Regions from separate parts of the Mus musculus genome. Here region 1 is linked to region 2. The links are chromatin contacts, called in public HiChIP or PLAC-seq maps. All regions are on one chromosome and are shown on one strand. Each heading gives the region's core, a stretch centred on a gene start, on an enhancer-like site or on the middle of the called end of the contact. The rest is flanking DNA. Distances are from core to core; before and after follow the strand shown. Region 1 overlaps Rnf130 (ring finger protein 130). Region 2 holds the start of Rnf130 (ring finger protein 130).

Region 1 (3,679 bases), core at 552-3,051, 37 kb before region 2:
AATGGTGAGCAGTAATATGGAAGTGGAAAGCAAGTCAGGCTTTTCTTCCCCCAGTTGTTTTACAGCCATGGTGCTCATCACAGCAATAGAAACCCTAGACGGTGAGTATTTAGGTGCAACTTTCCCCTTCTCACACTACCTCTTGGTTGGGAGCTCACTTGGAAATCTTGTTCTAGACCTTTCTTTGTCATAAAAAGAAAAGAAAAGAAAAGAAAAGAAAAGAAAAGAAAAGAAAAGAAAAGAAAAGAAAAAAGAGAGAGAGAGAGACACTAGGAATAAAGAGCTATATAAATCTCAGTTTCTGGCTGAAAGTTTGGAGTGGTTATCCACTTCCAACAGATTCTAAGTACCCTACAAATTATACCAGTCCTTTCAAAGTAACCAGCTTTAGTCATAAGTCATTAGTATAAAGGAAGTCTTCTTTACCCAACTAAGGACTTCCAAATGTCCATCCACGGCTAAATGTCTTCCATGACTCTGGGTTCTGTACTTACGAAAAGCAGCACCAAGAAAATTATATTTCATCTACTGATTGTACAAATACCATTAGCTGTTAAGGTGCAACATCGTATATCATGATTTATGGACATATAAATCACGAAGTGGCACTAACTGGAACATTCCAATTTCAGGCTATGCATTCCAAAATCAATGAAAACTCCTTTTCCACATGATAGTCTTTCAATTATTCAAAAACATTTTCCTGGAGTCCTTTTTCTGACATTTTCTCCCCATAGGAACTATTCCTAGAACTCTCAAATCATTCCCTCTGAGTTCCAGACTGGCAGGGCTACATAAGTGAGACCCTGTCTCAAAACAAAGCAAGATGACAAAACCCTCAAAAAAGCTCTAATGTGGGTATACAGCACACTTTCCACCCACTCAGCTGCCAGTGGACGTCTGGACTGACTGTGTAGTGAGCCACTGTGACCGCTGTGAAGTAGCATGCTGACTTAGATCCCCTCAGATACACTCACAGGAGTGGTACAACTGGATCATATGGCACTTCTAGTTTTAGTTTTTAAAGAACTGCTCTGCTGATTTCCATAGTGGCTGGACATATCTGCATCTCCACTGGTGTACCATAAAGGTTCCTTGTCATTCTACCTACTACAGGAAACTCACCAGCACTTGTTTATTCAGTTTCAGGGTGGCGGGGGTGTGTGTGTGAGATGGACTCTCAATGTAATTTTCATATATATTTTCCAACTCACTAATTTAAAAAAACAAACTTTCAGAAAAGTTGTATCTATTTATTTAGAACCTAAAATCTTTGAGGGTGAGTTGGTGGCCTGATGCCTCGCCTCATTGTTCCATACACACACACATACATACATACATACATACATACATACATACATACATACACACATACATACATATATACTTTTCCTATAATTAATCTCAATCTCTGTCTGTCTGTCTGTCTGTCTCTCTCTCTCTCTCACACACACACACAAGAGATGGAGGAGAGGGAAACAACCCCTTCAAATTAAGCATGATTCTGAATGGATAAATTATATCATGTCACTTCAGAATCCTTTTCATATCGCCCCAGTTTCCCCAGAAAGGTTCTTTGTAGTCATGTAGACCACAGTTGTCTAAAGTGCTTAGCCATCAGGTTTTTTAAGAGTCTGTCAGTTTCAAACAGTCCCTCTGTCTTTGCTTGCTGGTGATGACCTTGAGAGCTTGCAGCTCGGCTGCTCTATAGAAGACTTCATTTCCTCGCAGCGAGGCCCAGGTCCCGCTCCTCTGGCAGGAACAACACATAAGCCGTCCTGTGCTTCCCACTGCCAGATGGTGCAGGCCTGATCCATCCATTACTGCTGTTTGCTTTGATCATCGGTCAAGTGACGTCCCCCAGACATCTGAACCATGAAGCTACTCTTTTCCCCTGTGTCATCAGTAAATATTCTGTGAGGAAGCACTTTGAGACCAGGCAAATACTCCACTTATCATGAAATTTCCATTTTCTTTTGCCTTTTATGAGTATGGAGTCATAGGTTAAAATAGTTACTATTAATGTTCATTCTGACATTCAAATTTCAAGTATGCTCATTAAGAGAAACAATTTACAGTTTTTCCATCTTGTTCTTTTCTGGACAGCTGTATTTTAAGTATCTTGCTAAAAGAAAATGCTAAAAATGAAGATACTATCTTTAATGTCAAGAGTATCATAAGGTTACTACTTCCTCACACTAGATTATGCTCACAAGGGCACGGCTAGGTGTTTTCCTAGTAATCCGGCACAAATTAGCCAATAATAATGACCTCCCAAAATTAAGAGTCCAAGGATTTCTCCATTTGAACTCTTCCTTAAACCAGACACCTTCACAAACCTTTGTTACTGATTTTAAAAAATCCAATTTGCATGTCATCTTAATACCTTCTTATTTATTATTTGTGTTTCAAGATTCTATCTCCCTAGTGTTGTGTCCTTTTCAAGTAAAACTTCTACACTTATGCTTTGTTATAACTGTCTTATAAAATACTTTTAAGTAGGTGGAGGAGAGTGGCCTACAGGCTAGCTTTCACACCAGGCATCAGAACACTATACATCTGTTAGTCTTCTAACCTGTGACACAAAATAGATTTCTATTTTGTGTGTAAATGTAGGGGTGTGCATGCATATATGTATGGTTGTCTTCCTCTACCACTCTCTACTTTTTAAAAATCATCTAATTTATTAGCGTTTGAGGATATCCATATGTCACTGAATACATATGGAGTTGAATTTAGGTTATGACGAGCACTTTACCTGCTGAGCTATCTCACAGGGCCTCTGGCTGACTCTGGGGCTCACCAACTTTGTTAGGCTGACGAGCCAATAAGCTCCAGGGATCTGCCTGTCTCCACAGCCTTAGTGCATAGACCACAGTGCCTGGCTCTCTACAAGTGCTGCGGGTCTGAACTCAGGCCCTGCTACTTCTAACAGCAGCCACTTCACCTCCTGAGCCATCTCCTCAACCCCATGAAATCTATTTCTAAACCAGCATTCCAAACCTACGTGGGTTCCTAATTCAATTTTATCTTCTTCTTCTTCTTCTGTGGTCAGTGGGAAAAAAGATAAAGCACAAGACAGACAAAAAAAGCACATCAAGTGATGGACTCAGACAAGAAGGGAAATAGATCAGGTTGTACTCAAATACCAGAAACTTATAAGGGATTCTCCATCTACTTAAGATATGTAAATTAAGGAAAAGTTAAAAACCCATTGGGAAGTTTTAAAATGGATTTACTACATTTATTTTATGAAGTCGTTATTTAAACTATTGCTTTAGGGGAAAAATGGCTTAGCAGATAAAGGCTGCTCTCTTCCAACTCTTAGAGCACTTACTCTGTGCGGTTCTCAAGCACCTGGGACTCCAGCAAGCAGGGAATCTGGCTCTCTTCTGGCCTCCACCAGCATCAGTACAGATGTGGCATACACTTAGAGACACAGGCATACAAATAAAAACAGATCTTAGGGACAAAAAACCTATTTGTTCCAGTGTTTCAGGTTTACATTTCTTAATTTTATTTTTGGGTCTGGGGAGCAGAGACAGAGATTCTATGTAGCTCTGATATCCTGGAATTCACTATGCAGACCAGACTAGCTTTGAATTCAGACATCTGCCTGCCTCTGCCTCTTCAGTGCAGAGTTAAAAGTGTGTGTTACTATACATAGCATTTTTTAATG
Region 2 (3,750 bases), core at 719-3,218:
ATCAGTTAATTTTTTAAAAATAAGAAATGAAGCCACCAGACCAAATTATTTTACCAGTATCAAACAGTGTGTATTTGCAGCAGAGGTCTAATATGCAGCCTTCAACCAGTGACAGGTTAAGATAACTGACTTTTAGCTCCCCAAACCTTTCTGCTGGACTCATACAAGCACTATCCAAAAGGGGACTTAATTTGGGGGTGAAGACAAGCAACAGATAGTGGCACTCAAAACACTTTGGAGTACAGCATCTTAAGTGAGGATGGTGGTCTGGGTTGCCTGGGGAGAACCAAGCCCCAAGAGCAAACCACAGATTTCATAACACTTTACAGCTCTTTCTGCAGAGTAGCTTGCCTCTCTCTTCCTCTTCCTTCCCTTCCACATGACCCTCACGGTTCTTTTCCCCACCAGAAAATAGTGTAGCATTGTTACTGCCATAGTTTGGCAACATTACATGTCCCAACCACAGTGACTGGCACAGAGCAGGCAGCAAATATTTATTGAATGGAGCAAAGAAAAAAAAACTGTTCCTATGGTCAAATAGGGACCTTAAGTACTGCTTCTAACCTAGTGGAATAAGAAATACACTGGTGTAAAAATGACCGTTTAAGAGCCCAGTCTAAGTTGAAGAAAGACAACAGTAAAACCTTATGCCCCAAGCCAGTATGCCTCAACAACAACTGCTTAATATATGTTATACAAATACCGAGCTCAGAGAGCATATTTTAATATTTTAGACTATAAAAGCAAACACTATTGCCTAGATTAGGTCATCTGAACACGAATAGCAATTTTGGTTTTTAATCCTCTCAACATTGTAAGGTGAGAACGGGAGGATATAGAAGATGGGAGACATCTCCCCGAAGTCCAGCCTGCCAAAGTCCCCAAATGTCACACTCCACGGAGAAATGTCCTTTAAAACACGGCCAGTAATTAACAAATACCAGTTTACACCAAATCATTAAGAATTCACAGCCAGCATACACAAAGGGAACGCCAAGGCTAAATCAAATGGCTTCAAAGACGATTCCTGATCATTTTACCTTTTTTCCTTCTGGATGGGCACCCGTGACCAAAGACTTGGCTACTAGTTCAGCTACTCTCACATTCTTTATAATGTGAAAATCTCTAGCGTTTCATGACAGCACAACTATCGGGGCCAGAGAAAACCAAAAGCAACAGGGACCCTCTCCCCTTAGCCACTACTGGGGGGAGAGGGAGGGGGAGGGGGAGTAGATGGGGGGGGGGGCTCTGATCCCTAGAGATTCACTGCAGTGTTAAATCCGTGGGATTTCAGGAACAAACCTACCGATTCCAAAAAACAGGTTAAGCATCTCGTCCACCATGAACTAGTTCTGCGCCCCTGCACCACCTCCTTTGTCTCAACTGTCCCTGAAAACTCGCATTCCAGTGCCCTCCAGTAAACAAGCTAACTAAATGAAAAAGAGGAGGACGTTCTAAGTCTCGCTCTCTTTTAGTTTTAGGGTGAAATGCAGCAGGGTTTCTGGAGCCTCTTTCCTCAGCGGGGAGCAGGCCAGGCTCCACAGCGCGAGGACCTCGAGCCCCCTGGGCCGGCGGCCGAACGGCGCGCAGACCCCCGGCCACGCCGCCCCCGCGACCCCCGCCCGGCTTCGGGCTTCGGCTCCGGCCTCACCTCCGTGGATGGGCAGCGGTGCCAGCACCTGGCCGCGGACCTCGGCCTTGGGTGAGTCGAGCCCGTAGCGCCCGCGGTCGATGCGGAACGTGAGCGGGGTGCCGCGGCCGGGCTCCTGCACCGTCACGTTGATGAGCGCCGTGTAGTACTCCTGGCTCGCGTTGTCCGCTCGCGTCGGCCACAGGCTGCAAGTCAGCAGGGCCAGCGCCGCGAGCCGGGCCGGGCCCGCTCGCGCCGCGCCGCTCATGGTCCCTCCGGCCGCCGCCGCCGCCGCCGCTCGCGGACCGGGCTCCGGGGCCGGTGCTGAGAGGCGGGGCGGGCGCGGCCCGGGCTGCGGCGGGAGCGCGCGCGCGCCTCGAAACGAGCCGGGCACGAGCACGGCCCTCCTCGGCGCCGCGGCTCCGCCGTTCGCCGCCCTCACGTCCGCGGCCCGCGCGCGAGTGCGCGCCCGTGGATCTCTCAGGGGAAGGACGGCGCGTCAGGCCGTGTGCTGTCAGGGCACCTGGAATGCCCAGGGACTAGGCCTGCGGACAGGGCCCCTGAGAGGACTCGGAGTGGTGGGAAGGAGTGGTCCCCACTGCTCGGGGAGGGTCAGCAACGCCGCCTCAGGCGCGTGCCCGCCGCCGCCCCATTCCCTCCAGCAGAGCGGCAACGCGCAAGCCCGATGCGCAAACCCGTCCGCTGCGCGTGCGCAATAGGCGCTGCCTGCTCCCGCCCTCCCGCACGAGGGCCAGGGGCGGTCCAGTCACCTGCTTGCTGGCACTGGGTTCAGTGAACTGCCCCGGGCTTCATACCCCGCTATGACCTGGATCTGTGAAGCTTTCCAAGAACCTATAGAGATGTTGGAGATACCACTAAAAGAAACTAAGCTAATCGTTAAGGTTTTAAATTAAATGTCTGTGAGAGCTAACATTTCCACTGGGTTGGTTGCATGCTGTACAATAATTGACATCAGTCGGGAGAGTGCCTTTGCGTTTGGGGCCCAGTAGACTTGGACCCAATAAGGCATCTGAGTGGTTAGCAAGGTCTGTTAGAGACGGATGTTAACTTCATCAGGTTGGTATGGTCCTCTTCCCCCACTCCCCCCTCCCCGCCCCCAGAATACCCAGAGCCACAGGCCTTCACTTCCTTTTTGTAAAATGGCATAGTACCACGGCATTTAACAAGGACTCTGCTCTGTTTCTTCAGTAATTGGGCCTCTCCTCACTGGGTGAAATGGACCCCAGTACCTATTCTCAGGATGAGACCCCGGAGGTGCCTGCCAAAGAGTCACAGGCTATGTTTGGAGCCTGCATCAGACTATCTCTAATATGAATCTCCTTTCCCCTCCCATTTGTTGGTCTAATCTTCCCTTTGCTAAAAATGTGTATGGTATTAGCAAGGGTTTTTAGTGTGTGGGGTGCTGATGCCCCTGACGAGAAGTGATAGAAGTCCACACACACCTGATACAAAACCAGGGTAGAGGAAGGAGTAAACAACGAAAATAATTTTATGGTTGGGGTCACTACAACATAAAGAACTGTATTAAAGGGTCACAGCATTAGGAAGGTTGAGAACTACTGGTGTAACAGTATATGGGAAATGAGAATGTAGTGTTTAGGGTACTTGGGTGTGGGGGGCTTCCTGGAGGATGTGGGCTGAAGTCTGAATAGAGCCCTCAGATGCCTGTCAGTGAGCTACCCTCATGCCCACCTTGACAGGGCCATTTCTCTATCTCTACCACTTTCTTTGTCTCTTAAACCTCTTTGCCTGTCTCTCTTCCCATTTCTCAGTTCATAAGAATGCCTAGATCACCTGTTTGTCCCATGTCAAATTCCCTTCTTGCCAAGCTCCACTAAGATCTCAGCTACCACCTTTGCAGGTCCCAGATTCTATTAAGAGCTTTTGTCTGTCAGGATTTGATCTGCTTGCTACCTCTAGGTGTATAAGGACAAGTGTGTAAGGCCCATGGAACAGTGCTTGGGGGACTCCAGGGGTCAAAGCCTAAGCATGGCCCCATGGGCAGTGCTGAAACTCTCAGAGAGTTGTCTAGTTTTCCAAAGTCTGTCTCCTCCTCCCCTCTCCTCCCCTCCCACTCTCCCTCCTCCTCTTTCTCTTCC

The links. HiChIP or PLAC-seq counts read pairs in DNA pulled down with a chosen protein or histone mark.
Region 1: a contact with region 2 is called in an H3K27ac HiChIP or PLAC-seq map of embryonic stem cells, with 10 read pairs. The contact joins the enhancer-like site here to the promoter of Rnf130 in region 2. A contact is called at or near these places in 8 of 39 promoter capture datasets (3T3-L1-derived adipocytes, the HPC-7 cell line, the SN4741 cell line and 4 more), 1 of 15 datasets of contacts at CTCF or cohesin (CD8 T cells), 3 of 484 Hi-C or Micro-C datasets (bone marrow-derived macrophages, cerebellar granule neurons and liver), 7 of 115 datasets of contacts at active chromatin or transcription factors (CD8 T cells, the HPC-7 cell line, a beta-TC-6 cell line and 4 more) and 3 of 9 other capture datasets (adipose tissue, liver and pancreatic islet).

The regions. Positions count from the first base shown.
Region 1 is chr11:50,060,428-50,064,106 of GRCm38.p6, reverse strand. The region is part of intron 2 of Rnf130 (ring finger protein 130); the gene reads right to left. Among named protein-coding and RNA genes, the nearest start is that of Mir340, 7.4 kb to the left of the region's middle. Within about 2 kb of position 1,801, at least 12 of the 459 cell types and tissues checked have an H3K27ac peak or open chromatin away from gene starts, as enhancers often do. A contact at or near this core is called in cerebellar granule neurons and pancreatic islet, where this site is marked.
Region 2 is chr11:50,023,549-50,027,298 of GRCm38.p6, reverse strand. Rnf130 (ring finger protein 130) reads right to left here and starts at 1,968. Exons shown (of 9, transcript NM_021540.4): 1 at 1,652-1,968. The coding sequence starts at 1,898.